6 separate regions of the Mus musculus genome follow, and all the other regions are linked to region 1. A link is a contact called in public Hi-C, HiChIP or PLAC-seq and promoter capture Hi-C data. All regions are on one chromosome and are shown on one strand. The core of a region is the stretch at or near the end of the contact, and the rest is flanking DNA. Distances in the headings are between cores, read along the strand shown. Region 1 holds the start of Abtb1 (ankyrin repeat and BTB (POZ) domain containing 1). Region 2 overlaps Chchd6 (coiled-coil-helix-coiled-coil-helix domain containing 6). Region 3 overlaps Eefsec (eukaryotic elongation factor, selenocysteine-tRNA-specific). Region 4 holds the start of Gata2 (GATA binding protein 2). Region 5 overlaps Gm38708 (a long non-coding RNA gene). Region 6 has its middle 24 kb from the start of Dnajb8.

Evidence for each region. Promoter capture Hi-C pulls out the DNA fragments that hold promoters and counts their contacts. A called contact is a pair of places that touch in the nucleus more often than the background predicts. HiChIP or PLAC-seq counts read pairs in DNA pulled down with a chosen protein or histone mark.
Region 2: a promoter capture Hi-C map of hippocampal neurons shows a contact between it and region 1, with 2.6 times the contacts expected there. The contact joins the enhancer-like site here to the promoter of Abtb1 in region 1. A contact is called at or near these places in 1 of 39 promoter capture datasets (hippocampal neurons), 1 of 15 datasets of contacts at CTCF or cohesin (the NIH/3T3 cell line), 1 of 484 Hi-C or Micro-C datasets (cerebellum) and 3 of 9 other capture datasets (adipose tissue, embryonic stem cells and pancreatic islet).
Region 3: an H3K27ac HiChIP or PLAC-seq map of acute myeloid leukemia shows a contact between it and region 1, with 2.6 times the contacts expected there. The contact joins the enhancer-like site here to the promoter of Abtb1 in region 1. A contact is called at or near these places in 1 of 39 promoter capture datasets (the 3T3-L1 cell line), 1 of 15 datasets of contacts at CTCF or cohesin (the NIH/3T3 cell line), 1 of 484 Hi-C or Micro-C datasets (the G1E-ER4 cell line) and 2 of 115 datasets of contacts at active chromatin or transcription factors (acute myeloid leukemia and fetal liver).
Region 4: a contact with region 1 is called in a promoter capture Hi-C map of embryonic stem cells, with 7 times the contacts expected there. The contact joins the promoter of Gata2 here to the promoter of Abtb1 in region 1. A contact is called at or near these places in 14 of 39 promoter capture datasets (the 3T3-L1 cell line, cranial neural crest, embryonic stem cells and 7 more), 3 of 15 datasets of contacts at CTCF or cohesin (embryonic stem cells, large pre-B cells and pro-B cells), 39 of 484 Hi-C or Micro-C datasets (B cells, the Ba/F3 cell line, CD4 T cells and 18 more), 27 of 115 datasets of contacts at active chromatin or transcription factors (the NIH/3T3 cell line, acute myeloid leukemia, astrocytes and 13 more) and 2 of 9 other capture datasets (adipose tissue and embryonic stem cells).
Region 5: a contact with region 1 is called in a promoter capture Hi-C map of trophoblast stem cells, with 4 times the contacts expected there. The contact joins the enhancer-like site here to the promoter of Abtb1 in region 1. A contact is called at or near these places in 6 of 39 promoter capture datasets (cranial neural crest, embryonic stem cells, frontonasal cranial neural crest and 3 more), 2 of 15 datasets of contacts at CTCF or cohesin (the NIH/3T3 cell line and large pre-B cells), 12 of 115 datasets of contacts at active chromatin or transcription factors (astrocytes, embryonic stem cells, large pre-B cells and 2 more) and 1 of 9 other capture datasets (pancreatic islet).
Region 6: a Hi-C map of the G1E-ER4 cell line shows a contact between it and region 1, with 2.3 times the contacts expected there. The contact joins the enhancer-like site here to the promoter of Abtb1 in region 1. A contact is called at or near these places in 1 of 39 promoter capture datasets (the 3T3-L1 cell line), 2 of 15 datasets of contacts at CTCF or cohesin (the NIH/3T3 cell line and large pre-B cells), 3 of 484 Hi-C or Micro-C datasets (all in the G1E-ER4 cell line), 3 of 115 datasets of contacts at active chromatin or transcription factors (all in embryonic stem cells) and 1 of 9 other capture datasets (embryonic stem cells).

Annotation. Positions count from the first base shown.
Region 1 is chr6:88,840,672-88,845,233 of GRCm38.p6, forward strand. Abtb1 (ankyrin repeat and BTB (POZ) domain containing 1) reads right to left here and starts at 1,264. Exons shown (of 12, transcript NM_030251.3): 1 at 1,098-1,264; 2 at 167-229; 3 at 39-94. The coding sequence starts at 1,153. Podxl2 (podocalyxin-like 2) reads right to left here. Exons shown (of 8, transcript NM_001347327.2): 6 at 4,395-4,456; 7 at 2,836-3,015; 8 at 1,886-2,305. The coding sequence ends at 2,096. It overlaps Gm15612 (predicted gene 15612), which reads left to right and starts at 2,183. Exons shown (of 3, transcript NR_045880.1): 1 at 2,183-2,425; 2 at 2,810-3,392; 3 at 4,312-4,562.
Region 2 is chr6:89,552,579-89,557,005 of GRCm38.p6, forward strand. The region is part of intron 4 of Chchd6 (coiled-coil-helix-coiled-coil-helix domain containing 6); the gene reads right to left. Among named protein-coding and RNA genes, the nearest start is that of Chchd6, 41 kb to the right of the region's middle. Within about 2 kb of position 1,658, at least 38 of the 459 cell types and tissues checked have an H3K27ac peak or open chromatin away from gene starts, as enhancers often do. A contact at or near this core is called in cerebellum and hippocampal neurons, where this site is marked.
Region 3 is chr6:88,263,586-88,267,688 of GRCm38.p6, forward strand. The region is part of intron 6 of Eefsec (eukaryotic elongation factor, selenocysteine-tRNA-specific); the gene reads right to left. Among named protein-coding and RNA genes, the nearest start is that of Dnajb8, 43 kb to the left of the region's middle. Within about 2 kb of position 1,961, at least 11 of the 459 cell types and tissues checked have an H3K27ac peak or open chromatin away from gene starts, as enhancers often do. A contact at or near this core is called in the G1E-ER4 cell line and acute myeloid leukemia, where this site is marked.
Region 4 is chr6:88,196,025-88,200,579 of GRCm38.p6, forward strand. Gata2 (GATA binding protein 2) reads left to right here and starts at 2,640. Exons shown (of 6, transcript NM_008090.5): 1 at 2,640-2,857; 2 at 3,493-3,765; 3 at 4,195-4,555. The coding sequence starts at 3,537. Gm38708 (a long non-coding RNA gene) reads right to left here and starts at 1,359. Exons shown (of 4, transcript XR_001785312.2): 1 at 594-1,359.
Region 5 is chr6:88,158,384-88,162,914 of GRCm38.p6, forward strand. The region is part of intron 2 of Gm38708 (a long non-coding RNA gene); the gene reads right to left. Among named protein-coding and RNA genes, the nearest start is that of Gm38856, 8.3 kb to the left of the region's middle. Within about 2 kb of position 2,673, at least 4 of the 459 cell types and tissues checked have an H3K27ac peak or open chromatin away from gene starts, as enhancers often do. A contact at or near this core is called in trophoblast stem cells, where this site is marked.
Region 6 is chr6:88,244,399-88,248,881 of GRCm38.p6, forward strand. No RefSeq gene overlaps it. Among named protein-coding and RNA genes, the nearest start is that of Dnajb8, 24 kb to the left of the region's middle. Within about 2 kb of position 2,128, at least 5 of the 459 cell types and tissues checked have an H3K27ac peak or open chromatin away from gene starts, as enhancers often do. A contact at or near this core is called in the G1E-ER4 cell line, where this site is marked.

The sequences.
Region 1 (4,562 bases), core at 14-2,513:
GTCTCAGAGCTTACAGGCAGACCCTGACCCTCTCTCACCATTAGCCAACAGGTAGCGCACCAACTCCTCATGCCCACAGAGGCAGGCATAGTACCTAGGAAAGGGGGAAGCTGTCAGTAGGGTAGGCCCACCCTGCCCACCCAGCTACCCCACCGCTCACACTCACAAAGGGGTGCTGTCCCACTTATCCCGCACGTTCACCTCCACGTCTCGCTGCTCCAGCAGGTACCTGGGCAGGAAGTTCAAAGCCTGGGTCAGAATTGCTTCTCATCTGGGAGAGAGACAACCAGGAAGGGGAAGGAGGCCACATCTCTCTGGGCTAGGGAATGCCTCTGAGAAGGGTAAGGCCTGGGACTACACAGGTCTGCAAGGGTCTGCAACTGTGAGTTGGGTGATGGCTTCATGGACAGAGGCCAAGCCCCAGGTTCAGAAGGCTGAGAATTTGGTCTTTTAATATCTGGGAGAGAGAAGGTGATGGGGCCCCTAATTCAGCCTGGGGAGCCAATGGCAGGGAAGTCAGAAGAAAGCTGATGCAGGCACTGGGGGCGGGGAAGGAGGGGAACAGAACAGATCTATGGAAGAAGTGGAAAAAACAATTGATAAAATGTTGAGGAGAAGAGGTCATGAACCAGAAAGCGATCACTGGGACATGGCAGCCCAAGGAGGCTATCTGAGGCAAGACCTGAACTCTCAGAGCTGCATTCAAATTGAGGGACGGATCATTAACTCTGAGGTGGCATCTGGTGTCGGAGAGAGCTGCAGCTTGGTCACATCTGTTGAGGACCAGGGGACTTGGAAGGAAGGGCCATGGGAGAAAGGAGTCTATCAAAGAAAAGGGTCAGGATCCTTCTCTTCCCTGCCTGCCCACGGAGATCACGGTCTCGGCGCCAGGCTGGTAACTGGCTGCACCAGCGGCGCCTGCGCCTCTTGGAACCTCCACGGAGAGGAGTCGTTTCCCTGCACCGAGCTAAGTAAGGGACCTAGAGCCCGATCTCCCTGACTCGGTCAGCTTCGGGAGCCCCACGGCGCCCAACCCCACACCCGTGCCCGATAAGCCCTGCGGACGCCTGCCCGCCTCCTGCACTTCAGGTTCTCACCGCACACGGCCCACGTCCCCTTTCCTGCAGCTGGCAAACAAGTCGCTGGTATCCATGGCGAAAGAGACTGGACCCCCGGCCGAGTGATCTCGGGAGTCGTCTGTGCCCGGCCGGATGTAAACACTCACCGCCCCGCCCCTCGCGGCACGGCCTAGCTATGCCCGCCTGCGACTCCGCAGCGGCGCCTGCCGCCCGGAGGACCGTCCGGCCCGAACCCCGCCCTCGCATCCAGAAGGCCGCTCCCCAAGGCCGCACCCAGTAACCTTAACCACGCCCACTTAGCCTCTGGGGACTTCTAGCCTTCACCCCGCCCACCCGTCTAGAGGACAACTCAATTCCCCCAGGTTCCGCCCACTCGCCCGAAGAATAGCTCACTACCAAGACCCCGCCTCCTCAGAAGAGCTTCACCGGAAGAGCAGTTCGCTGCAGGCCCCGCCCACATTTCTTGGGATCCGTTCTGAAAACAGCACCTCCCACAGGCTTGGAACGCTTGTCAGTCCTGAGTCTAGCTCGGTTCAGGTCCCGCACATCAGGCCGAGGCCTCGCCCACCAGGACTTTTCCCAGCCTACTTCAGGCTCAGCCCACCCGGCCTGGTTCCACCCAGATGACCTTATACTCCCTACCCTCCGCCCACATATCCCTAACCACGCCCACAAACTCCATGAAATTCCCAGCCCACCCGTCCTTGGCCACGCCCAGCCAGCCTCCCTTGCCCCACCTACTCCTCCAGGCCCATCCCACCCACTCCCCGGAGTGCAGCCCTCGGAAGGCAAAAAACAGGCGTGGAGGCGGAGCGGCCCGCGCGTCTTAGCGGCTTTAATGGAGTCCTGGCGCGGGGAGCGCGCTGGCCTCGGGCAAGCGCTCGGGGCCGGGCAGGGCGGGGTGGGAGCTGCGCCGCGGTCGCCTGCTGCGGTGGGGAAGCATAGTGGTCCGCGTGGAGGACCGGGAGGGGCGCGGGGCCGTGGCGTCGGGCAGTCTCGCGCCCGTGGCCCGGCGCTCACAGGTGAGTGTCCTCCTCGAACACGTCCGAGTCCTCAGGGTCGCGTTTGCTGCCCATGAGCGCGCTCCAGCTGCTCGGGCCGTTGATGGCCCCACCGTTCAGGCTGGGCTGCTTCTCCTGCATCTCCGACTGGCTGTCGCTGGCCACGTCCAGCGTGGGATTGTCGTGGCAGCCGTTCTCCACGAAGCGCAGCTCCTCACCGTGCGACTGCAGCAGCAGGAGAGAGCGCTAGGCGCGCACAGTGGTTGGCCACGCCAAGCCCCCAGGGTACTACTCCCTTGGGGCCCAGGATACAAGTGCCTGCAACTCAAACCTAAACCTCTGCAGGTAAACCCTGTGACCCCCTTGGTGTCACTTGATCCCTTCCAACAGCGCATTATACATGAGACAGCCCACTCAAAGCATACGAGATAGGGCAGAATGTGCAGGGCCTGCCCCCTTTCTCTTGTGCAGGTTGCAGGAGCCTTTGGCTTCTAGGACTGAGGGGAGCAGCTGCTCTCAAGCCTTGCAGAATGGGGCACTGGGGTTAGGAAGAGCTGGAGGAGAGGAGGGATCCCTTGGTGAGACTTAACTCCCCCTCACTGTGTATCTCCTCGAAGACCAGGCTCAGAGAGGGTAGATGGTGGCACTGAGCACAACTGAGTTGGTACAGGTTTCTAGGTGAGGCTCTTGGGTAGCACTGGGTGATACTAGCCACACTCTGCCCTACAGTCCTAAGCCCTCCCTGGCCTACTCACCACGTGTTTGAGCTTGGGCATCCGGCGCTGCCAACAATTGTAGAGTAGGCCAAGCACAATGATGATGAAGCAGATGACACCAATGATCACCAGCACTACAAAGAGCGTCCCGTAGTCACTGCGCACCTGGGTGGCTCGTGCCTGGCAGCTGCTGGTGGTGGAGTAGTTCTGGATGCCAATCTAAGAGTGGGGGTATCAGGAAAGCCCTAAGAGCTAACATTCCAAGGGTGAGTTAGAGCCCCTGACAGCCCTGGGGCCTGGACCTGCATAGAGGGGCATACCATTCTGTCCCTACTGGTTCATCCAAGAACACTTCCAAGCCTCTCCCAGGGTCCACATTCTTGGCTCCTTCACTTCCTCACTGTGTTTCTACACCAACACAACTTTGAATGCACCAATTCTGGCCCTGCACATCACTGAGACGTGATGACAGTCACGGCCCAAATAGATGGGGCCCCACCCCTGTCCCCATCAGTTTCACAAAGCAACATGGCATCTGGGAGACTTGAGTTCACCAAAGGCAGAGGCCTGAAGCAAGCTTCATCTTTAGGCATAAGGTAATGTCACCCTAGCCATCCATGCTAGGCCCCGCATCCCTGGAACCTCTGTGGGGATGCCAACTGCAGCCCACAGCTGGGGTCTCTAGCTTCTTCCCTTTCCCAGTGGTAAGATCACAGGCGGCATGTGCCTCCCTACTGCAGGCTGCTCTGGCTGGCTTGGACTCCCTCCCAATGGGAAAGCTCCCTACAGTCCAGCCTCAGGTGAAGGGAGGGAGCCGAGGAAGGTGAGTGCCATCAGTGAGCTCTGGAGCAGGGGCTGGGCTCCAGCTCCTCCCTGCATTGTGTGGAACCCTTGCAGGTGCCCTCTGTCCATCTGTGTTCCTGAGCCCAGATTTGGAGATCACGAAGAACCTGGACGAGGGGAAACAAGATAGGCCCCGCCCCACCAATGCTGCAGGGGAACCTGAGGGGTGGGGGATGTCAGGAACTGGAAACAGCCCTCCACAGTTAGAGGTGGCACTGATCAGATGTGGTGTTCTGGCTCCTGCTGGGGATCTAAAGTTCCACCACGAGAGCTTTGGGAGTCACTCAGGCAAGGCCCCTGGTAGCTCTGGGCTATCTAGATCCCCAGCTTTGTGTCCCATAGCCCAGCAGGGGCCAGACCACCACATCTGATCAGTGCTACCTCTGACTATAGAGGGCTGTTTCCAGTTCCTGCATCCACCCCACACCTCAGATTCCCCCGGAGAAGCACTGGTAGGGGCGGGGCCTATCTTGTCGTCGTCCCCCCCCCCCCCCCCCACCGTGTTCTTCATGATACTTCAGATACCATCCTACTTAATCCCCTCTTTGATGGTCGATCGCTCACTGTGGCCTGGGGGTGTGCAGTCCTTTTGCTCGGGTGGTAACCTGCACCTGTTCTTTGTGTCTGGGGATGGCCAGAGCCCTGAGACACACCCCTGTTCTGGAACAGCAGTAAGTTTTTCCAGGCACTTTTGGAGAGTCAAGAATGGTAGAAGATGCTGCAGTGGCTGCCAGGTCAAGTCCCTACACACTTACCTCCTCCAGACTCCTGCGGATGCCACTGAGCATGGAAAGGACATCTTGAGTGGGTACCACGCCTGGAGGAAAAACGCCATCATCACCACAGCACCCTGAGGTGTCTCCACACCACCCAACCCTTCTCCTATGGCAGAATGCCTGAGCCGCCTCTGCTGCCCTTGTGCT
Region 2 (4,427 bases), core at 408-2,907, 710 kb after region 1:
AGAAGAATAGGACTCTTGCCACTAGACCCTGGCTTCTTCAGAGAAATGAGCAGCAGTGGCTGTACTGGGAGCCAGCATTAGGATCCTTTAACCTAATGGCTATTCACCACAGTTCAAGTCACCGCTAGGTTAGCTGAGTTCCCTCCATGTCTTCTCCGGGCCTTGAAAAAAAAATCTCCCTTGCTGCCAAAACTGGCAGTCCATCCGCCTACAAGAAAGTCAGAATCTGCTTGTTTTGTGCAAAGACGCCAAGAAAAGGCGCTTGAAGGATGTCACCAGCTCTTAGAGAAGATGGTGCAAGGAACCCTCTGTCTCCTAACCATCTGTCTGAGGACAAAGTCCACAGAGCCACCCTTAATCCCACCCTAATTTGAGGCATTAGGCTATGAGCAGCCTGGACTACACAGCCTGAGAAAACAGTAACCTATGGTTGATAAGGGAATGACCCAGACCATCCCTCCTCAAACCTCAGCATTTCTCACCCTGCCCCCCCATCTAAGCCCAACTGTGCCTCTATTGCTCTGGACTCAAGCCAAGCTGCCACCAGCAACATCCTCGGAAAGAAGCAAACCACAGCAAGAAGAGGGAGCCCATCCTCCAGCCAGTGCATTACAGGGGCTGGAAGATCTCCTTCTCTGATTCTCAGGGGCACCACTTGGTCTCTTGAACTGCAGCAAGCCTAGGGCAGCCACAACAGGAGAGTAGAGTTAGCAAAATCAAAGGCTAGGAGAGAGGTGGAGAGTCTGCCAGAAGAAAAGGCATCTCTGGCTTCCTAACCAGGTTCAGTGTCTCTAGAATCAGCAGTTACAGACCCACTAAAAGGCATTTGGGCAAGAGGACCCTTGCTCTCCATCCCACTGGGTCTTTTGCAGCATTTCAATCGTCCCCACCAACAAGTGGCCCAGGACTGCCACCTAGTGGACTCTGCTCAATAAGCACGACAGAGAGGGGCCAGACCCGAGAGAGGTTGGGGGTGGATGTACAGCAGTGTGACCTCATTCCCAAGATTCAGTGGGATTCTCCCAAGCTGTGCAATAAGCCAAACTTTTGAGAAAACAGTTACCCAGGAGTCAGAGTGAAAAGCAGAAAGAAGTCAGTTTATGAGTCTGTCCTCCTTCCCAACTTTTCCCAAGAGCAGACAGCAGCTTCCCTGCTCACACCTGCCCTATGGCAGTACAGGAAAGGAAATTCATGGAGTAGGCACACCAATTCCAAATGCCCTTCTATGCTGCTCCTTCCAGAGATTTCAGGACATGAACTTCTTAGAAAATACTTTCCATGGCCATAGGAAGTGGCTCACTGTGGACACAAGAGGTGCTCCCGAGAGGAAGATAGGAACCCAGATCGAGTATGTCTGGTAAAGGGTTGCACAGACCTAGTATACGTCAATGTCCGGGGCCCCTCTGCCTCCCTTTGCTTCCTAGCCAGGATGAGATGAGCAACTTAGCTTTGCCATGTCCTTCCACCTGCCTCCTCACTGCCAGAAATATAGCCAGCTATGAGCAGAGAGTTCTGAAACCATGAGCCCAAGCAAGCGGTACCTCCCTTTCAACTGTATCTCTCAAGTATTCGTCACCGTGGCCAGCACAGTTCCTAATGGCTCCTAGAGAACAGAAGCCACACAGAGTTCAGAACAAGATGAATGTGGGAGTCACTGAGGGTGGGGCAGTGAGGAGGCAACAGCAGAGAGTGAGAATTTCCATCTGTCCCCAACAGCCATGCCTCCCTCCTCCACTGTGACAGAGCTTCAGCTTGACGACAGTTAGACACAATTCCTAAACAGCTTATAGCTGAGAGAGGCCACAGGACCGTCCAGCCAACAGGACATGTCTAGAAATGGTGTGCTCAGTTCTGTTCTTGCTTTTAAACTGGCCGTGATCTCACCAGGCCCCCCTCCCCATCAGGGAGAGCTGGAGCAACCACCTGGAAGCCACACATGCTGAGGCTGGAAACCCTACGAGCCCAGACCACCGAGCTATGGAAAAGGGTGCTGGGTCTTTCTACTTGTGTCACTCACTGTGCTGCTGGGCTCCCAGTCAATATCCTGCCTATCTACTCAGTCCTCCAAGACAATCAGTGTCCTGTCTGATCATCACAACTTTCCCTGGGATGGTGGTGAGCCTCCCACTGATCTTGCCTCCTCCACTCTGAGCCCTCCTCCACCTTGATAAAGACCTACCATAAGCTCCCTCCTATCTCCAACCCTGACTGTCCCCTCTGCTTGAGAAATCTTGTGACTTGAGGACTCCCTTGCTTGCCCCTTTTAAGTCACAGCTTTCTCAGCTTATGACCCCAGGCTTGTCAACGAGTTCTCCTCCTCTGACCTTGACTGCAGTGCTGCCGCTCCTCATCCTCAGACCTCTCCCCCTCCTCCCTCAGTCTAAGTCCTACTGACCCTCAGGCTTGGTCCAAGTGTCAGTTTCTCAGAGAAGCCTCTTGCACACCTCAACCTACATTAGGTCCTTATTGCTACTCTCACTAAGCATTGTCCACCTCACTAGCATCTCTCTTAGCTCAGTTTGTAGCTCAAGAGTGTTTGCTTGTTTGATGTCTGCTTTTCCAAGGGGAGTCTAGGCCACAGCAGAGCAGGTTCTATGTCAATAATGCATGTCCAACACACTAAGACAACAAAGCCCAGATAGACAGCTGCAGCAGAGGAAATAACAGAAATCCATGTGAGGACAGTGAAACTCAATGGACAGATTTGTTGGAAAGATCATAGAGACATCTGAGGAGGCATTCATGGAAGTAGAAGCCAAACTGTCTGAGAAGTGAGATCACAGCTTTACCACCGCACCTCCACCACCCTCCGTGATAAAGGGACAGGAAGAGGAGGGAGGAACCTAGAAGGGCTGCTTAGGAAAGGCTATCGTCTTCAGAAAGGGTACTAAGTATAAAGAATGGGGCTCTGGGGAGGAGGAAGCGACTAGGTCCAGGATCCAACCCAGGTCACTTGAAGGCAAGGTACCTCAGAAGCAAAGACTTAGAAGCTAGGAAGGGGCTAGGGAAAGGTGTGTGTGGCTGGTGTGGCAGAGAGTCTTTGCAATGGGATGCCAGGAAAGGTGATCTTTCTAGACTCTCAAGGTCTCTCACAACCCTCAGGAGCTAGGCCCAGGTGTGGAGGAGCATCTAACTGAAACACCCAGGCTGAACAGTCATATGTGGCAGGCCTAGAGGATAAAACAACATGCAGAAGCAGTTCTCAACACAAACTTGTCAGACAGGAGAAATGCTCAAGGTTAGAACCATTGCAGGCCTTGGAGAAAGCCAGAAAGGAAGTTGGTGGGGCAAGAAGGAGAAAGTGAACACAGTTTCTGACTTGAGATGCAGTCCAGAAAAAGACGCCCCTAGAATGTAGGAAGGCTCAGTGATGGATCTGGAAAGAGAATCAGGAATGCTGTTGTAGAGCCCCCCTGCTGTCCTGGCTATCAGGACCCAGGGGTCACTGTTGTTGAGGGTTTGTCATCCTGTTATCTTCTGTCACAGTAAGAATGGGGGGATCTGTCCCACAGATATCAGCAGTCTAGCAGGCCAACTGGCTCCCATGCAGTACACCCAGAACTGTGAGTCCTGGCTCTGGTCAGAAGGGCTGACACATCACCCCAGCACTTGAAGAGAAATAGGAGGTAAGCAAAGGGGAGAAAGCAAAGAGTTTGGAAGACTGAGTGTGCCTGGGAAAGGAAGCAGCCTGCAGGCCCAAAACCACTGTGTATATTTGGGAAGTCGGGGACCTGAGCAGGAACCCTGGGTCAAACAGCTCAGACAGGGTGCAGGCTTTCCTGCCATCCCTGGCCACCTTGTGTGACCACCACAGGGATGCTATACCTGTGAACAGCCAAGGCCCCTGGGCAACGGAGTGTCACCCTGTAACAGTGGATTAAATAAACTTGTGAGGCAGCAAAGCCAGCTCTCCTGAGGGAGGATTAGGGAGGCACTGTGTTGAATGAAGAAAGGCTAAGAAAGGAAAGAAGGAAGCCTGCCACATCCCAGCTGCCGAGTTAACAGTCTTGCTCGTTTCTCATCAAAAACCTCTTCGGCAGAGGTTAAGCACACAATGGCCATAGAGAGCACTGGCCTGGTGTGGCTGCTTGAAATTCCATCCACGCATTGCCGAGTTGTATTTCTATTAATGTCCAGTGTGTGTCAGAGCAGAGATAAGGGCCGACATCATGTCCAACCAGTCAGCTAGAGAATGGGCCCATGTTCAACACTGCCTGACATTGGATGCCTGTGAATGGAGGCCCCATTGCCCGTGTATGCTTTAGCACTGGCTGTCATCACCACAGTGTGGCAGTATCAAAGAGAGCAGCTCAAGGCCAGGTTCAGGCAACCCATTCCACACACCATGAAAGAGGTGCAGACAGGTTAGCTGGGAAGAGGAGTAGGCAGGGCCCAGGAGACCCAGGGGCAGGAATAGGGAGGCAACC
Region 3 (4,103 bases), core at 711-3,210, 580 kb before region 1:
ACAAAAAAGGACCCTTTGCAGAGATATTCCCGCACCAAGTTAACTGAAGACGCAATGCAGCCCAGCTTTGGAGATTGAGGTACTTTGGAGATAGGGGTGTGTGCGGAGGAAAAATGGCATAGTATGTATAAGCTTTCTAAAAAAGAAAACCAAAATCACTCTAATCCAGACAGGAAATGACTTGGTCTTGAGACTCAGATGGAGGCTTTGCCTATGGAGGGCAGCCTAGGGAGACATTTTCTGTCAGCCATTGAGCTGTCAACCACCTAAGGCCAGCTTCCTACTACTTGATCCTGAGAGGTTGCCACCCCATGAGGTAACTGCAGCTCCTTGAAGCATGTGTTGGCACTAAGACATCCCCAGGTCCAGGTCCTCACTGACAAGGAGGCACTTCATGTGCAACATGGAACCCTGGACTTTCTGGCAATCCTACCCCAAGCCCCTGTGCACAGTGAGGGCTAACATATGCTCCTTAAAGGTTCCAGGGCCTCTTCAGTGCAGGTCCTGTTGATTGGGCCATGGTTTAGTCTATGTGAACTTCCCAGTCACTGTTGCAAGCCCCTCTCTGCTTATTCACCTCTGTGCTGTCCAAAATCCTTTTAGAACAAATCTTAACCATCTCTCCCAGTTCAGCCTCTCCTGAAGAAATCTCTAGATCCCCACATGTGCTCAGATGGTCTATAATGCCTAGGTACCACATTGCCTGCCTCCTACAGAACCTTTCTCATGCTTCAGCTGCCTCAGTTCCAGTCTCTGCTGGGCTCCCTCACTGGATTGATTATGGCAACTGCCTTAGTGCCTTCTGCCTAGACTTTCAATAAGAGGAGTGTTGTACCTTGGTAGTCTTCCTCCTGGGATCAAGGCCCTGAACTTTCCTCTGAGACTTCAGCAAGGCCATATTAGTCCTTTCAGCTTGCCTGGAACCAGCAGAAGGGTTCCTGAGTATGGTTCTGTTCCAGACAGCCTCTAAACCCACAGAGGCTGGGGGTGAGGAGCATAGCTTCTGACTGCAGCAGCAGATGAGGAAGGGGGAGTCCTGGAAAACAGGAGCTCTTCCAACTCTGCTGGCCATATCCACCCAGACTTGGAGCCCTTTGGGGCGAGGATAAGGAGGGAGTCCCAGATCTATCTGTCCCCTCCCCTCAGGCTCAATCAGAGTTGCCAGGTGGGGATGCCCACACCTTTTAGGCAGTGGGCCATGGTGTTGGATGGACGGGGTGAGAGGGCAGTGGGGCAGCATGGGCACAGAGCTGAGGTGTGTTGGGAGTGGGATAGAACCATGACCAAGCTAAGTGGGGTGGGTAGGTAGTAAGAATGAAAAAGGGAGAGAGATGAGTGGTCTCTGCAGGGCAGGGTTGCAAGAAGTGTGCTGGTGGCTGAATACCTCCTATTTAATGGGTCCATGGGATGTTAATCTCATGTCACTTCTGATACTGCCATTCCAGCATCCCCTCACATGTCCTCTTACCTAGCCAGTGCCACATGGGTATCCCACAGGTGAGCCACTACCCAGGCAGGTAAGGGCTCACAGCTATGGTCCAGGGCTGTGCTTATGAAGTGCCCACTGCAGCCTGGTGCTCAAGGCAGGCCAGATCCTTTACTGCTTTACTGTCACCAGGGAGGTCTAGGCTTCAGGACATCTCTACAGAGACTTTTGGGAATTAGGCTTCTACACTCTGGGTCACCATGGGGAAATGTTGTTTGGCTGCATCTGAGGGCTGCTGGGTGTCCCCATGTGGGGAAAGTTGTTTTGAAATTAGCTAAGTGCTACCTAGAGGGACCTTGAAGGAAGACCATCTTACTGGCCACAGAAAGCTTAGTTAGTGCCCCACTGTCAACAGATCTCTGGGCCAGTCAGAGAAAATGCTCACTGCATGGTGACTATGTTCCAGACAGTCATACCTTAACTGCAGCCACTTCTAGACCATTCATATGCCAGGAAACTGAGGGCCAGAGACACTCAGGAAGTTGCCCAGGACCACAGGGTGGACTTCCTCATTTAGATCAATGCCTTCAACACTTTGTACACCTCTTCCACCTTCCCTTCCTTGTGCTTAGGGGCAGTGCTGGCTATGGTGTGGTCTGCTCCAATCTACAGGTTCTGAGGACCTATATTTTCCTGGTAAGTGGGAAAGATTAAGGAAAGGCAGCCCTAATGCCGGAGGGGTTGAGGGCAGGGTCCTGATGGCTTCCCAAGAAGTATTTTCCCCCACCACTCAGGAAGGCAGAATTTTAATGCTCTCACCCTCCACATGTACACTCTTTAACATAAGTTAATCTTCAATTAAAATACCTAGAGCAGAAATTACGATAACTGGTTTAAAAGGTAGAGCTATTGACAATAAAAGTCATCTTCATATTACCTTCATATTGCTTTTTCTTTTTCTTTTTTAAAAAAAATCCACATATTAAAAACGTCATTTTTATGACTTGGGGGAAAAAGCCATAGAGAATAATGAGACTGAACAAAGGCTCAGGAGCAGTCATTTTCCAGGGCCCATATGTGGCATCCTGATTACTGTATCAGCTCTGCTGCCAGAGCAGAGGGAAAAACAAGCCCAGGTGACCGATATACTGTCCTCTGTGGCTGGCAGATGAAGGGCAGGGGTGGCATGGCAGCATGGTCCACATCTATGCTCCTGAAGCTGCGGGCTGACAGCTTATCCCTCATCGCCATTTGCCTGCCACCCAGGGTGTCTAATCACACAGTCAATGCTCTGTGTAAGATGATTGGCTATACCTGTGTAGCCTCTAGGGAGTATCTCAGACCTGGCTGTGGCTTGAAGTGGTATGTCTCATTGGGACACTGACACTCCAGCCTGCTTTCCTGCCATAACTGCCAAGGCTAGGTGCAACTTTAATTTTTTTCAAACCTTATTTTTAATGATGGTTCTTAAACGCTTTAACCTCCCTTGTAGCCTACCACCCACAAGAGGTAGTGGAAAAGAAAGGACATGGGGGAAGGGGACCTGTTTAGAAAGGTTCTTTAGAGTAACTCTTGTCTGTGTTGTCTGGAAACCAGCAGTTCAGTTCATAGGTTGGCAGTGGCAGCTCGATCCACTCACAAACACTTCATGGATACATTAGCAGTCCAGTTCTGTAGAGTCGGGTTAGCAACAGTGGTGATATGACCTAGCAGAGAGAGTTAGGCCTCAGCCTCGGCTCCAGTCAGCAGGAGGGACCCAGAGGAACACCAGGAAAAGTTCTCAGCTGTGCCTTTCTTAGGGAATCGAAGATCGCAAAGATGTGAGACCCATAAGCATTGTATAGCTAGCTGTACCTGCAAGCCAAGCTCTGTCTCCATCACTCCGTGGAGTCCTATTTACACCCTCCAAACATCATGTGTCCTCCACGTGCCTCGCCTCAGCACAGGTCTTGCCTCAGCACATGCATCCAATCAGCCTGAGTCCATAGAGTCCTGACAAATGCAGCTCAACTATGCAGTGTAAATTGGACTGATACACGGTGTAGTATTAGCAAAGAATCCTTCATCATATGTCCTTTCACATGTTTGCTTTAACAGAACATCCTCCTGCCTGTGTCTGCTTCAGTGAAATGTTCCTTCATGAGTCTGCCTTAGTCTTTCACCTCTGTTCATTCTGGGAAAACACTCTTTCATGTGTTTGCCCTGGCAACACACCTTCCAACATAACTGACTCTCCAAAGAACCCTTCAGTTTCCACTTCAGCTAGGTCTCCTCGTACTGAGAGCACATGGGTCCTTGTTCCCAAAGCAGGTCTGGAGGGCAGTACCCCTCAGTGACCATGCCTTGGTTCTTCTCCCCAAATGGCCCGTGTGTTCCAACCTCTTGCCTTCACAGCAGCTATCTCGACCTCTTATAGAACCATGCAGCATAGTGGCTGATGGTCTAAAGTGGCTCTTGTCTACTGACATGTGACATTTTCCAAAATACCACACTGTGCTCTGACCCAGCTGAGGTTTGTCCTTATGGCTCCAAGTTGTGGTTCATCACAGCTAGTGGAGTTACTCACATATATGGAGGCCCTCAGGCAGGCCTCTGATGTGGAATACTTCTCACATTTGGGCCTTTCTAGAAGCTCTTGGGAGCTTAAGGGCCACAGATGGTTGGGCTCCTCACTGGG
Region 4 (4,555 bases), core at 1,390-3,889, 640 kb before region 1:
GGATCTACCTGATTCACACACGTTCATCAGCATCAGCACAGGCTCCCCTCTATTCGCCAACTCAGTGCTCTGCTATCCTAGCCTGCAATTTTCCCTTTCAGACGGGTTAGTTCCTGCTGGAAAACCCAGCAGACCCGCATCAGACGCAGGGACTCCAACCTCAGCAGGGGCTCGGCCCAGCTGGCTGGTTGCTTGCAGTTTCCAGAAGGCAACCTTGGGTCCTCAAAGGACCTGGCAGGACCACCCTCCTCCTCTCCCATGCCCAGTCTGTGGGCAGGCTAGGCTGTTGCGGGTCTCCTGAGGCCCAGGCTCAAGCATAGCTTAACCACCCGGTTAAGCCCTTGTTGCATGGCGATTTTCTGAGCTGCCGAACGGAGTAATTAAATCCCCCTCTGTACTCCGCTCTGCGCCAGCACCGTGAGAAACCCCGGGCTCTCGTTTCGAGTGGGAACCCACCAAGCTTGGCCATTTTCACCTCTATGACAGGCAGGACGCTGCCCGGTCCGCAATGTGGCATGGAAAAGACAACCCCCATCTCGTTCAAACAGGGAGATAATTTTAATTGCGACTTTGGGAGAAAAGAGGGAAATTACCTGCTCCGGGCGAGGGGGAGGGTATCTGCTCGGAGACCCCCGCCTTGACAGCCGCCGCGCCGACTCGGTCAGGGCAGTTTCCTCTGCGCACCGCGTTCTCCTCCTAGAACTCTGCAGGGCCATGGAATTCGGCCGCATGGGGTACCGTTGTCGAAAATGGGGTTATCGCCGGCTTTGAGAGGCCTTTAGAATCTCCTGCTAGGTTCCAGGGACATAGAACAATCTGGAAACTCCACGACGATTTCGCCTTGCTCGTTAATGGAGAATCATGGGCTAAAGGCTGGGAGAAGCCGAGAAAGCCTTCCCGAAAGCGGGTCCTAAGTGAACCGCGCAGTGGGAGCGCGAATCTGGCTGGCACTGAGACCACCCACCTGCCCAGCCGACCCCGAGGCACTGCGGTCTCGCGCCCCTCTAGCCCCTGGATCCCTCTTGCTAGACCTCCCGCCTCGGCTGGGCGCGGACTCCCGAGCCTCCTGGGCCCCTGATGGCTCTGGAGCACAGAGGCGCGGGGAATACAGCGGACAGCAGGACCCCCCCCCCCCCGCGCCAGGGAGCAAGAGGCGCGGGTTTCCGGTCCAGTGGAGTTCTGCACCCCGGGCCCCAGGCCTTTACCTGTTCCAGGGCCTCGGACAGACAGATGGACGCCAGCCGCAGAGGCCAGAGGAGGCCCTGCCGTGCGCGCGCCCCCTCAGCGCTGTCCGCAGAGGACCTGGGAGGGGGTGACGGGGGCGCGCCCGAGAAGCTGAGCCCTCCTGGCTGGGCGCCCCCCGAGCCGAGGGGACCGAGGGCTTTCCACCCTCCTTGGATTATTAAAAAGTTCATTTCCTGGCGAATCGGGTGACGTCAGGGGCCCGGCGTCGCGGTGGCGGGGCCGCCGGGCCGGAGAAGCCGCCTCCAGTTACCCAATTACGGACTGTCAATCCTGCCGCCCCTCCCCCATCCTTGGGGGCGGCGGGGACCCCAGCCTTTCCCCAGCTCGGGACCAACCTGGGACTCCTCTGGAATTATTCTTTAGGGGTTTCGGTCCCTGCAAAGATAGAGGAGCTATGTGGAGGGCTCCAAGCTTGGCCAATCCATCGCACCTGTCTAGATTCCCCTAAAAGTCTTGGACTCACAAGCTTCTTTCTGGACTCTTGGAGTTTAGGTCTCCCATCTATAGCCAGGGAGGGAGCTAGGTTTGTATACTCGCCACTGAACTCACTTGTCTCTCCAGAATGGAGGTGTTGTGGAGAAAAACTCCAGGTGACTTTGGGGAAAAAGTGCTCACAACATTGCTTCCCTCTCCCTAAAGACCGTCTCGGGGACCCTTAGAAAGAAAAAATATATATGGTTAATACCCCGGGAGTCTCCCTTCAGCCGACTCTGGCGCCAGTTTCCCGCTCCACGGCCTCGCCCCAGGCAGTTCAGCCTGGTGGTCTACTAAGGCCCCGCCCGGAGCCCTTCCCCCTCCCTGGGCCACTGGCTTGACCGCGACCATTATTGGTCTAGCACAGCCTCAAGTGTCTTAGTGCTCAAAGTTCGGGTGCCCTAGAGAAGTCCACAATCCCTAGACTCATGTTGTCCAGCGGATCCTACCAGCCTCTTGCACAGCTATCCCTGATAGAAGGACAGAGAGTTTGGGGAGTCAGTTGGATTTGGGCTGGCCGTCGTCCGTAGCAGTGGAGGTGGGGCTCCGCCCGAGAGTAGAAAGCTGTGGTCCCAGCAGAGAGATACCCAGAAGGTGCACGTCTCGGCTCCTGGGAAGTCAGGGACCCTATTCGTGCCTAGTTGCTGGGAGGGCAGAGGTTGGAAGACCTGAGCGTCTGCCGGAGGGGTGCAGGGTCTGCCCACGGCGAAGGTCCCCTGGGGGGGGGGGGCGTTGGCATCAGAGGCCGCAGAGAGGGCGCTGGTAGGGGGCCAGGCAGCCTAGGAGGCCAGCTTGCGGGTCATTCCCGAAGTCCAGCGGCCAAAGCGGCGGGAGCAGCCAATGGGGGGGCGGAGGCTGGGCGGCGCGCGGCGCTGATTGGCTGGCGCCGGCTTCATAGGCGTGCGCGGCCCCCGCTTCACGTCTGTGCAGGAGTCGGCAGCTGGCGCCAGGGCGGCCGGAGGATGCAGAGGGGCCGGAGCCGGGCGGGCCGGAGGCCGAGACGCGCGCTGTCCCCCACCCCTATCCCGTGAATCCGCCGGCCCTGGAACGCGCTGTCGCTGGGCCCGCCGTACCCGGGCTCTCCTGGTGTCTCTTACTCTCTACTGCTGAGCCCTCCCCTTCCCGCGCCGCTGCGAGTGTAAGTTTGAGGTTCAGGGGGCTTGTGGACATTCCTAGGTTGGAGGGATCTCTGTGGAGCTCAGACCAGGATCTCCTGTGGGCGATTACGTTCTTATGCTTTGGGGAGAGGTTGGCTGACTGCTAGAGAGTGCATTGGGGACCGGCTCGCAGCCCCAGGAACTGCGGGTGCGTTTTTTGGGGTGGCCCGGGGTGTTGGGGGTTAGTTTGTGTATATATTGTCAAAGTGTTACGGGGGCGTGGGAGAGCGTGTGCCCCAGAGTGGATGTCTAGGCAACTGTCTCTAACTTTTAGTCAGAGTTTATGTGTTTGTGTGCCCAGAGGACAGGGGCACGGTGTGAGAACCTGATTTCAGTTCCGCGTGCGTTTTGGGGGGGTCACCGATGTCAGGACCTATCCGTGTGTGTGACCTCGTGTATGTGGAGTTGCGTCTGTGGGAACGCGAGTTTCCCTGCAAGTGTATGAGGCTGAACCCCTTCCTTCACCTTCCTTTCGTTTTAAACCTTGCGCTTTCCTTCCACCCGGGACTGGTCCTCAGTGAAGCTCCGATGGAACGTCTTTGCTCTCAAGACACAGACTTTGGGAATGGGGGTGTCAGAAGGCGGCAGTGTCCTTCACATTCCCTCTGTTATCCAGGGCCGCCCCACCTTCGCCTGGTTCCCAAGACACAGTAGTGGACCATGGAGGTGGCGCCTGAGCAGCCTCGCTGGATGGCGCACCCCGCCGTATTGAATGCGCAGCACCCCGACTCGCACCATCCGGGCCTGGCGCATAACTACATGGAGCCAGCACAGCTGCTGCCTCCCGACGAGGTGGATGTCTTCTTCAACCATCTCGACTCGCAGGGCAACCCTTACTACGCCAACCCGGCCCACGCGCGCGCGCGCGTTTCCTACAGCCCGGCGCATGGTGAGCTTTGGCCCCCGAGGTTTCTGGAAGCCTGGCGCCCGGGCCAGGCCTTGGAGGGGGGACGGCCTGTTGCTGCTTCCCGGATGTGGGATCCACAGGAATCTGAGCAGCTGCGAAATCGGGCCTAAGAAGATGGAGGCAGGGACTTCTTAGGGAGGGTCTGGGACCTGTAGGGTTTCGGTCCATTTCCAAGTGTCTTGGCGGGGGTGGGGGTGGGGGAATCCTTCTGGGCCCTGTCCGGTGGGGCTGCTGTGTCACTTGTCCTTCGGCCTTTCACTGACATTGCTGATGATTACAGGCTGAGGTGTTACGTTTCTGATGTTTTAAAGGGTGGGGCTGCTGATGGTAGTTCGCTGAGTTGTGATCCTGTGTGCCCGGGTCATGGCTCTGAAGCCCCTGGTCATCCTCACCCCCTTTCCCTCTGCACAGCCCGTCTCACCGGAGGCCAGATGTGCCGACCACACTTGTTGCACAGCCCAGGCTTGCCGTGGCTGGACGGGGGCAAAGCAGCTCTCTCTGCCGCCGCTGCCCATCACCACAGTCCCTGGACCGTCAGCCCGTTCTCCAAGACCCCGCTGCACCCCTCAGCTGCTGGAGCACCCGGAGGGCCTCTGTCTGTTTACCCAGGGGCTGCGGGTGGGAGCGGGGGAGGCAGTGGGAGCTCCGTGGCCTCCCTCACCCCCACTGCAGCCCACTCGGGCTCCCATCTCTTCGGCTTCCCACCCACGCCACCCAAAGAAGTGTCTCCAGACCCCAGCACAACAGGAGCTGCTTCCCCGGCCTCTTCTTC
Region 5 (4,531 bases), core at 1,423-3,922, 680 kb before region 1:
AGGTCACAGGACTAAGCTCAGGCCAATGGGAAGTGAGAAGAGGCAACCACAGCATTGATCTTTTCCCTTCCCACACGAGCCAGTTTGCTGGAGCTGGACAGACAGGAGCCTGCTCCTCCAAATGAGCTGAGGAGAGGCCACTGTGCCTCCTGAGCTGGGCTGTTGCTTCAGAGATAGTAAACCTTGATCTTATTGAAGCTACAGTCACCAAGAGGTCCTCTTTTCTCCCTCTGCCTCCCGCTTTGACAGGCCCCTTTCCTGAAGCAGTGAGGGTGGAGGCCGGAGTCCTTGTGGCTTTCAGGATGGAAAAGTGTTCCGTACGTGTCCCTGGAGCACCCTGCTTCTGGTTGAGTTTCATACATGTCCCTGGAGTGCCCTGCTTCTGGTTGGGTCCTGGACAGAGCTGTTGCTGCCCTCTATTCACAGCAGGCTTCCCACTGCCCACCTCTGAGGACCCCTCAATGCCCCCATTCCCCAACACCCTGCCTACCCTATTTGATTTGGCAGACATTTGCCTTCCCAGGCTGTGGATCCAAGAAAGGTGGGAAGATTCAGGAAGGAGATGGGGTGAGATGCAGTGTGGGTGGAGTCGGTGGCAGGAAAGATAAAATTGTGTCCTGGGTTTGATTTCTGTGAGAGAACATGTGCCTGGGAGGCTGAGGCGTGTACAGTAAGTGGGGAAACGTGGTTGCTTCATGGCTTTATCTAGTCTTCGCCATCCCCTTGAAAAGTGGGGAAATAATACCCTAAGTAGCAAGGGTTCCCGTGGGAATTTCACAAGAAGTAACAACACATCTGAAGTACTGTGCAAGCGAAGTGGATAGGCACGGAAGTAACGGGAGCAGGGCAGGTGTCTGGAGTCACGCTGTAAAGTCCATTTTCATTTTTATTTTGCAACCTCAGCTGTTCCTTGAACCTATCATCCTCCTTGAACCATCCATCCTTCCATCCATCCATCATCCTTCCAGCTTCCTGAGTGCAGGGGTTCCCAGGGTACCCTGCAGCTGTAAAGCCCTCAAGCATTATGAATGGGTACTGCTTGAAAGAGTATCCCTGACATTTCACAATGTCACTTTGGCAAGAAAGGGCTTGTCTTCTCTAAGAACAAGAAGCCAGAAAAGAGGACAGGGCCTGTGATGGTGAGATGCAGCAAGCATGTCCCTCTGCCTCCTGAGCTCATAGCCACTCAGATGAGAAACGATGCCTTTCATCCCCACAGAGAAGCTCTGCATCGAACTCATTGATGGCAAGTAGTCAGCTGACTCCAGGTAACCCCAGCCTACATGGTAATCCCACCAAACACATTTTTTAGTCAAGTTAAACAAGTTTTGTTTTCTGTCAGAAAGGGCTGCCTCCCTAAAGTGGGGTTTGAAAGAACAGCATGGAGCACAGGAGAAAGTGGGGTTTATGTAGCTCAAAAAATGTAAGACTAAGGTTGAGGTTTTTGTTTGGTTTGGTTCTTTGTTTTGCTTTGTTTTTCTTTCCTTTTTTAAAGGATTTATTTTATGTAACTGTAACTGTACTGATGGTTATGAGCCATCATGTGGTTGCTGGGAATTTGAATTCAGGACCTCTGCTCACTCTGGTCTGCCCAACTCGCTCGGGCCCAAAGATTTATTATTATGTCTAAGTAGCTGTCTTCAGATGCACCAGAAGAGGGCGTCAGATCTCATTACAGATGGTTATGAGCCATGTGGTTTCTGGGATTTGAACTCAGGACCTTTGGAAGAACAGTCAGTGCTCTTACCCAGTCCAGTCCCTGTTTTGTTTTTCAAGGCAAGGTTTCTCTGTGTAGCCATGGCTGTCCTGGAACTCACTCTGTAAGCCAGACTGGCCTCAAATGCAGACATCTGCCTGCCTCTGCCTCCCAAGTTCCAGGGTCAACGGCATGTGCAACCACTCCCAGGCAACTAAGGATTCTTCTAGGGCTGGGGGATTTCCAGAGGAATTTTGGTTGTATAGGAACTTGACAGAACATCTCAAAATTATTTGGTAGAGGGACTTATCTTATGAGGGTGGGAGAAGGTCAAGAATCAGTCAGGCACCGAGCAAGTCAAATTCCAGGAAGGTTCAAGTTATGGTTACATTCGAAGATGTAGAAACTTAAGTTTTATAGAAAGCAGAAACAAACATTTTGATCTTGAAAAAAAATGGCCACGGAGCTTGATGGAGTCCGTCTGGTTCACTGCACACCACTCTCCAAAAGGAGGTTTTTGGATGGCGTATTAATGAAAATGAGATTTTCTGCAAGGAACAGAAAATCCTTAAATAATACTGTGTGTAAAAGACAGGCCACACCTCGGTAGACAGAGGCAGGGGCCTCTCTGGGCTTAAGGTCTACGGAGTGAGCTCCACGGCAGCCAGGACTACACAGAGGCACAGTGTCAAGAAACAAACAAACAAACAAGAGTTGTATATTTGAGAAGTGCAGAGGTGGATAGGTCATGGCAGATACAGCTCCAAGATAGAGCTGGGCCTGATCACTAATATATAACTTACCCCTCACTATATGACCAGGGAACTCAAGCCCAGAAGGCAAAGAATGACTTACTGACTGACAGATGTCAATCAAAACAGCAGCAGCTGAAAAACCTGAGCTGAAGGAAATTGATGACCAGAGCCCCAAGGTGGGAAAGCAGCAAGCCTTCAAAGTTACCATAGCAACTGAGGGCACAGGTAACACTGACAGTTCTTTTCTGAGTGTTCCGAAGTCCCTCCTTATTTGTGTGCTCACATTCAGTCAATGAAAGCCAGCTTGTTTCTCTAAATTTGGGTTGTCTGAGGCTTCAATTCTTCAGGGCCAGGTTGCTGGTTCCCGGCTCTGGCGGAGGATTGGACTCTATGCTTCAAGACTCCCCAGCCGGTCTGGCAATCAGTTTCACCTTTTTCAGTTGTTAAATCCTGAGTTAGCAACAAAGTACCTTCCTTTGAACTTTTTGCTCTCTGCCTAGTCTATTCTTGGAGAGGGCAAGACAAGAACCCACTTGGTGACAGGAGATGCCTTCTGCTGACTCACCAAGTCATAGAGCATCCGCTGACCCGGGGCCCCAGGGAACAAAGACGCGTCTCCAGCTTCTCACCCTGGAGCGTCTCTTGCTTCCTGGAAGCTGAAGGTGAGGGGACAGTGGGATGAGGGCAAAGGTAACTTAAACACACACACACACACACAAAAGCACAGACCATGACTCCAGAGGAGCCTGCGTTTGACTGGGTCAGAATGTGGAGCAGTTCGAACCCAGATCATTGCTGAAGCCAGCAGTGTTGTCACCCCAGTGCCCTCTGTCATCCCAGTGCCCTCCATGTGGTTAGGAAATGACGAGAAAGAGACTTGCCAGGGTCCCTCCAAAGGAACCTTGGGCATGACCAAGGCGGCCATGGGGGTGGCAAGGTGACATTGCCAGTATGAAGCCTTGCCCCCGCACCCCCAAACTCTAGAGCAAACAAGTGCTGGTCCTGAGCTGAAGGGCAAGAAGGTTGTCCCTCAGAGCTGCCTCAACAAGAAGCATAAGGAAATGGAAAATGGAGGCAACAAAGAGAAGCTCTTTGGGCCTGTGCTCAGAATTTAACAGATAAGATGCTGCCCTATAACACAACACACACACACACACACTCTCTCTCTCTCTCTCTCTCTCTCTCTCTCTCTAAGGAAAACACAATTAAAGATGTCAGGAATGCATGCATGAGACAATGTCACATTAATAGGGAATGCCAATGAGCACACAGGAAATATTTTTTCAAAAGCAAACAGAGAGCTGGACCAACTGTCAGTAATAGAACCAGGGCTTTGCATGAGGCTCTGGTTTAAATCCCAGCCCTTGAAACAAACAAGAGGATATTGTGAAACTGAAAGACACAGACGACAGGGTGTCTCCCAGGCTGGAGAGATGCTCCAGTGAGTAAAAGCATTTGCTGCTCTTCTGGAGGATCAGAGTTTGGTTCCCAGCACCCACCCACATCGGATGGCTCACAACTGCCTGTGACTTCAGCTCCAGGGCATCTAACACCCTCTTCTGGCCTCTGCGGGAACCCAAACAAGACACACGTTAATAAATTAAAAATAAATTAATAAATAAAAAATTAATAAATTAAAAAGAAAAACACAAGCAAGATGAAAACGTAAAATCACAAATTCTAGGTAGGTTTTAAAGTGGTTGAGGAAAGAATTAGTGACTGTGAAGGTAGCTTGATGGGTGGTTTTACATAGCCCATAAAGAGAATGGAGAGGACTCTGAGGAGTCGAAGCACATCGGCATTTGTACAACAGAAGCGAAGACAAGTATTTTCTACAGTTACTACTGAAAACTTCCCTAGCTCTTCCTGCCACGGGGGCAGGGTGGGGAGGACAGGATGAGGGGAACAGACAGAGGCTACAGGCAACCCTGAACCTTAAGTGAGATGAGAGTCAAGCTAAAGACATTTCCACACAACCCTGAGATGATCTTTGGGTAGCAGACGCATCTTAGGAGAAAAAAAATGAAGGAAGTGCTTGAGGCTAGACCCAGGAGACTGCAGACAGTGAGCAAGACTCACA
Region 6 (4,483 bases), core at 878-3,377, 600 kb before region 1:
AGCCCAGACTGCCTTCAACCTCACAGGGCTGCTCCTCTCTCAGCCTCCTCAGCACAGGCCTCACAGGTGTGCACTAAGCCCGGTTCTTATTTCATTTTCTCCAGTGCCTGGAAGGAGCCCAGAACCTTGCTGGTCAGTGAGCTACACTCCAGCTCTGTTTTTGTTTTTGTTTTTCAAAGCTTTATTGAGACACCATTCCCATAATACTTTTCAGGGCCAGCAAGATGGCTCAGTGGGTAGGGTTGCTTGCTACCAAGTCGGACAGCCTGAGTTTGATCTCTGGGACTTACATTGTAAGGAGAGAATAAATAACCTGTAAGTTGTCTCCATGTACCTATACCATGGCACACTGTTGGGTGTGGACACACACACACACACACACACACACACACACACACACACACACCAGTGAAAATGTTCAGAGTGTCCAATCTCTGGGCCCTAATGTGTTCACATAGTTGAGTGCACACTACCTCAGTAAATTCTAATACATTCTTGTCACCCTGAAAAGAAACTTAGCCCTCTCCCAGCACCCCCTTCCACTACCTCCAGCATCACCTTCTGATCTCCCCACTTGTTCTGGACAGCTCACACACACACTGCATGATATTCCAGGCTGCGGTACTTTCATGGTTCACCTGTGCTCCTGGGGCTTTCTGCCAACTGGGCAGGTCACATTCGGCCATCCGTCCATCAGCTAATAGTCACCAGTCAATAAAGCAGGCTGCTTCCATTTGGGGGCAAGAACTCTTTGTAAAACATCTTCAGCTTTGCAGCACTAGGTGTGGAACAGTTTTTGAGTGTCTGTGGTGGGTCCCATTCACTTATATCTCTACCCACTGGGACGGGGTCCATTAGTAATTCCAGTTGCTAGGGCCCAGAGAGGGTGAGACACTTGCTCCAGGCAGGCCTTACTGCATCTGTAGGACAGCCATGGTGGATGTAGCCAACCAGAGTCTCAAAGGTACTAGGGGCTTCTGGCTGCTGAGGGCAGCACAGATTCCCCGTTAACACTGCCCTCAGAAGGTCTGTTGAGGCTGAACACACAGGCAGTTTTGTATGCTGGGTCTCCACGGGGGATGACCCAGCCTACTCTTCCTGGGGGTGGCCAATGCTCACACAGGGGCTACTTAGGGGACCAACTGAATCCAGCCCAGGCAAAAGCTCAGGAAACTCCAGTATAATTATCAGTTTAAAAAAATTTAAAGAATGTGGGGGCCAGGCTGACCTCCATCCATGGTGGTCAGGCTTCAAGGCCCACCTCTGGTGTAAAATGTGGCTGGCTATGCTGTTCCACATTAAACCCCTAGTAACCCTCTGTTGCTAGGGACCACTAACTGACTTTCTGCCTGAACACAGAGGCCTGCAGCATCCAGCCCACTTCAGGCTAGAACCCTTCTGAGTATGTGCTCTTCAGGGAAACTGAGGCACCATTTCCCCTACAGCTTCCTGTATAGTTATCCTGAAGCTGGGACCTGGCTCCTGACCTCTCTGTAGCCCAGAGTTCTGGGGAGTCAGGGTTAGCAGAAGCACTGGCCTGGAATGAAAAGGCTCAGTGCAGCCCAGGGACATGGGGCCCAGATGGCTCTTCAGTCACAGAGGTAGGGTTAGGACCCAGCAGAGCTGTCACAGTCTGGTCTGGGCCTGTCTTCATGTTGTGCTGACATTTTCTCATTTCTATGATGGCTTTAGTATCCTCTGAGGAAGAGCTGAAGGCAGGGCAGGAGGGAACACTTGGATGGGTTTCCTAGTGGGTCACAAGGGAACATAGGAGGGCCAGGGAAGATTTCAGGAGGGCAGCAGGCCTCTGTACCTGCAGAGGGAGACAGGCCAATGGGGAGACAGGCCAGGCTGCAGAGAGATGTGAGACCTTCTTATAATCTGTTTCTACCACCTAGTCACTGAGTCACCCACAAGTCACCCCAAAACGGTCAGGAGAGCCAAGCCCCTAGGTAGTAACCTCAGAGTGTGTACAGATGGGAACCCCTTGGACCCATTCTTGAGCAAGATGGATCTTGAGCAACATAAGGTGACAGGGTGGGGTCCAGACACACTGCAAGGCCCCATAATGGAACAGAGAACTCTGAGGGATGGAGGGCTGTGCTGATCTCAAGGTGCTGGGCTGAGACTTCTGGGAAGCACACAGGGAGCCTAAATTCTTCAGGAGAGGGCTACCCCCTTCAGGAGAGGGCTACCACAGGGGGCTGTGAAGGTCCCGGCTGCATGAGGGCCCCTTTGTAGTGCTTATGTGTGCTCCTTGGAAGCCTTTCCTGGGCCCAGTTGGCTCTGTTGGAAGGGCCCCATGACAGGAAAGCCTGCAGCTCTCCACTCACTCCTGTTGGCCATTTCTTGCAGAGGAGTTGACTCTTCTGTGGGGCCCCTGCTGATTCTGATTCTTCCCTAAGCCGAGACTGCTCCCCCAAGGCCACTGGTTAGTCAGAAGCCAAAGCTCAAACCCTCAGAGGCTTTGGTCTGAAGACATGGCACAGGTGGGCCTCTCCATCTGAGCCTGGTACACACAGATCTGGAGCCCTCCAGGCTGCTCTGGGGCCCAGTCCGTGAGGCCAGGTCTGCTGCCCTCCTGCAGGACTGAGCTCCTTTAGGCAGGGGCTGTTCTCACAAGGGCAGCGAGGAAGGAAATTGCAAATTAATCTTTATTTCTATCTTGGAAGAAAACCTTAATTCCCTGCATTGAAATGGCCCCCATCGAGGGAATCAATTACAGGCTTTAATTGCAGTCAGCCCGGGCAATCAGAGTGGCCTGGTCTCCCTGCCTTGTGGGTCCTGACCTATCAGTTCTTTTTTGTCTCTCGTTTCTCTCTCTCTCTCTCTCTCTCTCTCTCTCTCTCTCTCTCTCTCTCTCTCTCTCTCTCTCTCTTTCCTGTCTGCTGTCTGTCTGTCTGTCTGTCTGTCTGTCTGTCTGTCTGTCTGTCTGTCTGTCTGTCTTTCCTTTTCTCCATTGGATTAGGTTGATTTCTCCCCAGCCAGGTCTGGGCACGGGAATGAAGGCCCCTGGTCCAGAGCTGCAGCATGAACCCAGGGGCAGGATGAAGGGCCAAAGGCAGCCATAGGAAGGAGCCAGGGCCTCACTGTACACATCCCGGTTCCCACACCCTGGATTGAATGGAACATGTCCATTAAGAAAGGGGAACTACGTAGCTGTGAGCATGGATCCCTATGATGACACACACCTCTGGGATGCACAGACATCTCTGTCCCCTAGAAGGTTATCTGGGTAACACTTCCAATGTAGTCTGAGCACCCCCCCGCCCTCACCATTTCTAGATATTTTGAGTGGCAGTCCTGGCTGCCTTGGAGTGGATCATTTCTTACATGCCTTTCTTCAGGTTTCTCTGCTTCCTAACCAACACATGACATTATTAACCTTTAAAAAAAAACAGTTAGGGCTGGAGAGATGGCTCAGTGGTTAAGAGCACTGACTGCTCTCCCAAAGGTCCTGAGTTCAAATCCCAGCAACCACATGGTGGCTCACAACCATCCATAATGAGATCCAACTCCCTCTTCTGGAGTGTCTGAAGACAGCTATAGTGTACTTACATATAATAAATAAATAAAATATTTAAAAAAAAAACAGATCAAGGGTTTGAAGACAGAGACTGGGGCTGCAGGGGAGGTGGCAAGGACGCTGAGGGTCTTTTCCTCTAGGAAGAGTGAGTCTGGTGGAGGTCAGGAGCCTACAGGACAAAGTCAGGAATGATGGCTGCAAGAGAGAGCTGTCGAGGGGGCAGGGTCTCTAGCACTGTGAGACCCATTTGGGGTCTCTGAGAGGGGACAACCATGCACGCTTGGGAGTGGAGGTGCCTTTCACCTCCTCTCAACCCTCACCCGCCCACTTGTCTTTTATCACAGTGCCTGCTCTTCTGGTGACAGGCAAAGCTCTCAACAGCTTCCCCCAGCTCTAGCCCCTCCCTGCTTGCTCCTGGGTTTCCTTAGTAACCCTTAGTAGGTTCTTGTCCTATAGTTTCTATAGGTTCCATCCCAGGTATTTTGTGAGGGTCTTAGCCTCCCACTGAGGAGGGAGTACACATGCTAGGCAGAGTTTGGGGTGCTGAACAGTTGAGGTGCTGGGTAGAGGTGGGGTTCTGGGCAAATTTTGGGTGTTGGGTGAAATGTTGGATAGAGTTGGGTGCCAGGTAGAGGTGGAATATTGGGTAGAATTGGGGTATTAGGTAGAGTTAGGGGCTTGGGTAGAGTTAGAGTGTTGGGCCTTTAGGATGTTGGGCAGGGTTAAGGTATTGGGGTGCTGGGTAGAATTGGGAGCAGCTGGTTCAGTTTTATGGCTGCTGGGGAGGGGCTAGGCGAGGTGGTGGTGAGGAGAGAATAAATTTAGCCGCGCTGGGCACCTGGCCTCAGTCCTGGTCACATCTCTGCTGAGCCAGAGTTAGCTGCTCTTCCCCTGGATCCGGAGCAGGCAGGAAGGAGTGGTGTGGCATCGGAAGCCGGGAGAGGGAGCCTGTGTAGG